Linked DNA regions of Mus musculus: region 1 is linked to region 2. The links are chromatin contacts, called in public Hi-C maps. All regions are on one chromosome and are shown on one strand. The core of a region is the stretch at or near the end of the contact, and the rest is flanking DNA. Distances in the headings are between cores, read along the strand shown. Region 1 overlaps Dscaml1 (DS cell adhesion molecule like 1). Region 2 overlaps 4833428L15Rik (RIKEN cDNA 4833428L15 gene).

Evidence for each region. A called contact is a pair of places that touch in the nucleus more often than the background predicts.
Region 1: a contact with region 2 is called in a Hi-C map of rod photoreceptor, with 4 times the contacts expected there. The contact joins two enhancer-like sites. A contact is called at or near these places in 5 of 39 promoter capture datasets (HPC-7-derived erythroid cells, hippocampal neurons, neural stem cells and 2 more), 1 of 15 datasets of contacts at CTCF or cohesin (large pre-B cells), 14 of 484 Hi-C or Micro-C datasets (the AML12 cell line, the N1E-115 cell line, cardiomyocytes and 9 more), 4 of 115 datasets of contacts at active chromatin or transcription factors (embryonic basal ganglia, forebrain, oligodendrocyte precursor cells and 1 more) and 3 of 9 other capture datasets (adipose tissue, embryonic stem cells and pancreatic islet).

What each region holds. Positions count from the first base shown.
Region 1 is chr9:45,544,429-45,547,670 of GRCm38.p6, forward strand. All of the region lies in intron 3 of Dscaml1 (DS cell adhesion molecule like 1), which reads left to right. Among named protein-coding and RNA genes, the nearest start is that of Gm22069, 89 kb to the right of the region's middle. Within about 2 kb of position 1,738, at least 49 of the 459 cell types and tissues checked have an H3K27ac peak or open chromatin away from gene starts, as enhancers often do. A contact at or near this core is called in the N1E-115 cell line, cerebral cortex and rod photoreceptor, where this site is marked.
Region 2 is chr9:45,415,590-45,418,941 of GRCm38.p6, forward strand. 4833428L15Rik (RIKEN cDNA 4833428L15 gene) reads right to left here. Exons shown (of 5, transcript NR_040732.1): 4 at 3,240-3,352; 5 at 1,037-1,806. Among named protein-coding and RNA genes, the nearest start is that of Fxyd2, 11 kb to the left of the region's middle. Within about 2 kb of position 1,607, at least 51 of the 459 cell types and tissues checked have an H3K27ac peak or open chromatin away from gene starts, as enhancers often do. A contact at or near this core is called in the N1E-115 cell line, cerebral cortex and rod photoreceptor, where this site is marked.

The DNA.
Region 1 (3,242 bases), core at 488-2,987, 130 kb after region 2:
GATAAGGCTGGGATGAAGTGAGCATCAAACTGTCTATGGGTCACTCTGGAGGGACTTGGATGGGGGATGAGAGCAGATGCTGGTAGTTGACCTGCACACCAGGCAGCAGCCATGCCCAAGGCTTTGTCTTGGCCTCCATGGAGAGTTGGGAGATGAACCCCTAGGAGATGAGCCTCAGGCTAGGATTTAGCTCCATTGGTACAGAGCTTGCCTAGCTGGATTCAGTTCCCAGCACTGCATTAATTGAGCCAGGTGGTGCACTATGACCTCAGCACTAGAGAGGTAGAGGCAAGATGATCAGGATTTCAAGGTCACTGTTGGTTAGCTACAATATAAGCTTAAGACTAGCCTGAGCTACATAAAACTGTTTCAAGAAAGACACACACAAACACACGAGAACGAGAGAGAGAGAGAGAGAGAGGAGAGAGAGAGAGAGATCAGCCTTATAGACTACCCATCTACAGAGTGGAAACCATTTTTGTGGTCTCTGTATGCTTTGAGAACAACGTGGTAAAGAGATGCCTGTTGGCATGTGTGGCTTACAGACCCCAAGTCCTTCATGTACATTGTCTTAACACCCTTACCACAAACCGCAGGAGGGGAGCCGCTTCCATAAAGAGAAACAGAGTAGACAATAACTTTTCCAAGGTCACACAGCGTAGATTGAGTCCTGGCAGGTGGCTCTGACATCTGTTCCCTTAACCACTCCACTGTCTGCCTGATGAAATATTTTACATTCCAAAATCTATGCCTATGTGGCCCTTCCTTTCCCAAGCAGCAGACCAGCGGCCAGGGCAGATTTGCTCCATTTATAAATGTTTAAGCACAAGCTCAGACAGGTTGTCTGACTTGCCTGAAGTCACAGAGCAGAGCTCAGAGCCCAGGCAGAGGAGATTTTTGGAGAGTTCTCTTTATCCTGTACAGGCCATAGCAACGAGAGGTGCTTGTCCAGGAGCCTTGGGCATGGCTTAGGGCTGTGGATCTGTGTCATGGTAGAATACAGGGTAATGACTCAGTCACTATTCCCAGAGAGGGTTTGGCCCCTGGAATATGTGACACAACATAAGGAACAGGGAACCCCTGCCATGATGCCATTTGGACCCATCCTCCGAGAGAATCATGGCAATTCCACCCAGTCCATCAGAAATGTCTCTGTAGAACCAACCTCCTTCCTTGTCATAGAATGAGGCGTGGCTCAGCACCCTCAGAAAAGCTCCAAACTCCCTGGCTCTGAGGGTGAAGTTTCACTCTGGAGTCCTCAGGCTGGAGATGTGTTTGGCAGCCTATGACCTCTTGCACTGTGAGGCCAGATCATAGGTGTGGAGTGGAAGTGGCCAGAGAACACACAGAGGTCCTCATGGGTACCAGCTAACATAGCTGTTTGGTACATGATGCTGTTCTTGCTTCCTCTAGTGGACAGCATTCTGGGTAAAGCTTACAATATCTGTGTGTTGTGGGGGTTGCAATATCTGTGTGTTGTGGGCGGCCAGGGAGCCAATGGCATGAGTGAGTGAGGAAGACGGAGGGAAGAAGGTAGAACACTGTGCTTCTAATGGAGTCTGTTTCTGGGCACCTTCTTCCTGGGCCAGCTTTAACCACACGTGTGAGGGGAAATACAGATAGAGATAAATAAGTGTAAAGGCTGAGTTCCAGGACAGCAGACACGGCTGGGGAAGGAACCAGAGTTCTCTCCCCAGGCAGCTGTCCGGGTTGGAGTTTAATAGTTAATAAAGGCTTATTGTGCACACACACAGCTGGGGCCAGCAAACAGAGCAAGTCATACGCACACCCCCCACGCACCCCGGGATTGGGGGAGCTTATCTCTCTCCAGCTTTGCCCCTCCCCCATGGCGATCACAGGCTGATTAAACCAGACTTCCAGGCCATGGATCCAATTAGAGAGGGCGCGGAAGGCTTGGATGCTACCAATGACTGCCCAGAATCATCAAGTAATCCTTAATCTTTCGGATTTACTTCCCCAGGCTCAGGGCATGTGGTAGGGGAAGAAAGAGAGGATGAGGATGGACCTGGACCAGCTTGTGCAGGGAGCGGGGGTGGTGGTGATGAGGGGACAGAAATGCTGAGCATCAGCTCCTGAGCCCTATGGCAGGCACTAAAGGAGGAGAGTTGAAGGATGCTCGATCTGTCTAGCAAGATGGAAGGAAGGCCATGAGGCAGGGTTCCCTCCTTTGTGGGGCTGACGTCTCTTCCAGGGGAAGTCCACCCAGGAGCTGGCTCAGGAAGGGGTTTATTGTAAACAGAGACACCGGCACAGATCTTAGGGAAGTAGAGGATCCTTCAGAAATCATTGCTGTCTGGCTTTGGAATGTATTGATTTTGCTCCTAGACAGTTCGCCTCCCTAATTCCTCTTGGCTTAAGTAAGCAATACAGAACCTGTTTGCCTGTTTTGATCTCATCTCTGCTGGTGGCAAGGGGCAGGGGCCTCACATGCTCGCTCGCTCGTACACTGGCTGGAGAGGAAGGGACTGGGTTTACAACTTGTCTGCAGAGATCCACAAACACAGAAACTGCTTGTCCTGGGGAACTGGGTCAGCGCTGGAGAGCATGAATGTTCTAGGCAGGGTAGACACCAGCAAGATGTCTGGGGCTTCCAAGAGGACTTTCTACTTGACACTAGGGGACAAAGGCTCGCTGCCATGGCTCCTCTTTCACTTCCTAATTCCTTACAGAGGTGAACCCAAAGCATCCATCCCCCTTAGCTGGCATAAAGATGGGGTTACTCATTCTGTCTAGGCAGTAGTTGCAAAGTTTGTGACATACTAGGTCCAGAATGACAGCACAGTTAAGTCTCACAGGGCCTGGAAGGGTGGAAAACAGCAACAACGTTGAAAACAGAGGCCATTGACCAACAGCCAAGCATGACTATGTGACTTGTTCACCCAGGATGCTAGAGGCTTATTCTGAGCTCGTTCCTGTGGCCTCTCTGAGAGTTGCAGGAAACTCTCTGGCTGAGCTCTCCCGGGGATTACATCTGCTTTTTGCAACTTCTTCCTTCTCTTTTTGCCAACTGTAGAACTCTGGTGTAGAAAGCTACGCATGCCTCTGTGAACCTTTGTTCATGCAAAAGCCACGTGTGGGTGCCAAGAAGTGGCACCCCACCCACAGGACACATGCCCCTCTGGAAAGGGTATGGAGCCAGGAGGCCACAGGTTAGCTGTCATCCTTGCTTCAGACACCAATCCTCTGTTCTGTTGGATGAGACCAGCCTCATGGAAGCCTGG
Region 2 (3,352 bases), core at 357-2,856:
CTGTAGGCATGTCTGCGTGGCATTTTCTTGATGACTGGTTGATATGGGAGGCCCAGTTCACTGTGGGTGGGATCATTTCTGGGCTGCATAAGAAAGCAGGCTGAGCAAAAGCCATGGGGAACAGGCCAGTAAGCAGAGCTCCTCCATGGCCTCTGCTTCAGTTCCTGCCTCCAGGTTCCTGCCTTGACTTCTCTCAGGGGTGGACTGTGACCTGGAAGTGTAAGCTGAATAAACCCTTTTCTGTCTCCGGTTGTCTTTTACCACAGCAACAGCAAACAACCCTCCCCTGAGCTCTGCCTACATATCAGAGAGCAAGAAGCCCAGGCTGGAAGACACTGTGTGTCCTTTCAGGGAGGTCTCAGAGTTGGATATGTACACAATTGGGATGGGACGGAACAGGTTGCATCTTGCCTGTGAGCACAACTTTGAATGGTAGAGAATCAGGCCAATTTTCAGCACAGCCTCCAGTGCTGCTGTTCTGTCCTTAGACACAAGGGGACGCCACATAACCAGCTTCTCAGTTTCAAGGTTCACTGAGGACTATGTGATCAGCAGGAGCCGGGAAAGCTGGGATGTAGACTCCCCAGAGATGGAGAGGTGCACTCTGCCCTCCACAACCATCCATTTGGGGGGGGTGGACATGACAGTTCAACCTCCTGGCCATGTGTAAGCTCCTGCTCGCCCAACCCTTCACCAAATGGGGCAGAACCCTGATGTCACTGTCTGCATAGACTCTCTCATCATCACCCCAATCTAAGCAGGTCTAGAAACATGGCTGTCATCTGGACTTAGTACTTCCCTTCCCCCAGATCCTGCACGGCAGAGATGGGACGCGGTGTGGAAACAGACCGTGATAGGTAGGTCTCAGCCCATCAGCTGGACAGTAACAGGGAAATCCTTCCGTAGTCCTGTGCCTCAGTTTCCTCATCTGTGAGATGAGCATTATAAGCCCCATTATTAGGTTGAGTGAGATCAGGGATATTAAACAACGCCATCAATCGCTACCAAACAGAACGGGACTTGGTGAGAGACAAGGCAAGATCAACCCAGGTCTTTAATCAAGGATTTGAGTAGCCAACTACAGTGTACTCATGTACATACATACAATAAATAAATAATTTTTTAAAAAGCACATGAGAAACCTACAGAGGATCCCCTGGGGCAAATGCCCCCAAGCACCATGGGATACTGCTTACATCTAAGTCTTGGGGCTGTTTTTTTCCCAATCCATGCATTTGAGTGCGCGTACGTGTGTGACTCACGTGCGTGCATGCATGTGTGTGTGTGTGTGCGTGCTCGAGCATGTGTGTGTGTCTGTGTTCATTCTTGTAAGTGGGATTTGGCTCTGATCTAGGTGAACCCTCTCACTGAAAAGCAGACTTTGAGAGCTGGAGGGAGATGCCCTCAGATAACAGTAGGTCTCCTGCCGCTCCTAGAGCATCTTGTCCCTTTACTTTTTCCCAAGGGCCAAGGACAACTGTGACCTCTGGTCTCCTGAAGACCAGGCCAGCAGGGAGATGTCTCAGCACAGTGTCCAGAACAGTCAGGAGACTAGAGTTACACCCTATTGTGGACCCCAAGCTCTGCCCTTTGGTGTCTGTGTAACATCAGCAACCGCTTGGTTTCCAGAGCCTCAGGTTCCTCGTCTGTAGAACAGGAATATTGACTGGCCCTAGGGTCTGATGCAAACACATTTCAAACGAAAGCTTCACTTGCGATCCAAGTAGCGTCAGGTCAATCAAGATAAATCTGCACGGGAGTGGAGGGAAGCTTCATTCTGTTCTCCCAGGTCTGGTAGGATTGAAACTGAAAGAAAACCTCACGGTTACTACCCATACTGCCCACAGGTTTTTAGTGCTCAGTCTTTAGGTGACACCTGCTGGCCATAATAGGTACTGTATGCCCTCCCCGTACCCCACTCTCGCACCTCCATTCTGGCCAAACTACTGAGAACACTTACTTAGCTCTCTTTGGTCTCTTCGGCATTTCTTGCTCTTAGACTGGGAAGGGCAAAGAGTCCTTTCTTCCCAGGCAGAGACTTCCCCTCCTCCCCTGCCCCAAAGCAGGAATGAACAGGACTTAAGGCTGGAGTGTGAGTTTAGGGCCAACCTGGTCTAGAAAGACTTGTGCTCACAGCAACAATCCCATCAGGCAGAAGACCAGAATATCCAGCTGTCTCTGTCTCCAGAAAAGCCAGACTGAGGGAAGAGGTTCCAGGCACAGAGGCATAGAAGACTCAGAGCAGTTAGCTACTCAGTGGTCAGTGCTTTAGGATAAGTGGTCTCATGACCCACATCTATGCCCAAATACCGGGGTGTTTGGAAGAGTGGGTGAGAGAGGGGCAGGATGGGGGTGTCCCTAGCCTAGGATACGTCTGCCAGGAGGACCAAAGTCTACTGATGATGTCATATAATGCAAGAGATTTTCTTCACATCAGTTCAAGGTGCACAAGAGGATGTCTCAGTGGATAAAGGCGTGGTGGGAGAGGAGACTCCTGAACATTGTTTTCTGACCCTTACAATAACACATAGCATAAAAATGTAAAAATCCAAGACGGCCCGGTGCTGCCGGGAGCCGGCCAGGTGATCTGGCACACCGCTCTCCCTGCTTGTGCATGTTTGAAATGTTCTATGTCAAATCTGCTCTGGAGAGGTGACAGCAAACGCTGCTGCCTGCCACCGCTGGTGACCAGGCAAAGGTCACCAGCGGGGTGGGGACAGGTCAAGCTGTTTCTCTGATCCTCTGCTGAATGATCTGTAGAATGGGAGTGACAGGCATGAAGCTGTGATAATGATGCCACGTCCTGAGGGAGGGCCTGAGTGTGGCAACGAGCCACCACCAGGGCCTGTTACAGTCATCACCATGGGTGGCTGTCCATGGCTCTGGCTGGAGTTTGCCAAATGGAGCAGCTGATACTGACGAACAATTGGTTCATTCTGCTTGGTTTCAACGTCCTAACTAAAGTGATGCTGAAGACATCTTCAAAATGTTGCATGCCCCAGTGTGAGGCCGTTTCAGCTACAGACACTCACTGTGTCCTTTTGACTAACACCACACCTGGGCTTTCTTATCCTTCGAGCCCAGCTCAAGTTCCTCCTCGGTTGTTGCTGGCTGCCCCCTTTTCTGAATTTAAGCAACCCCTTCATAGTTTCCATAAGCCTCCCCCTCAGTGAGATTTGCAAAGTCATCTCTCCCAACCACATCATCCCAGATTCATTCAACACTTAGGGAATGCCTACCTGGAGCGTGGAGGAGTGAGCAGACAGTATGAGAGACACAGGACAATCCTGCCAGTGACACACATCATTGCAGATATGGTAATGCTGAGCAGGCCGCCAGTGACACACACCAT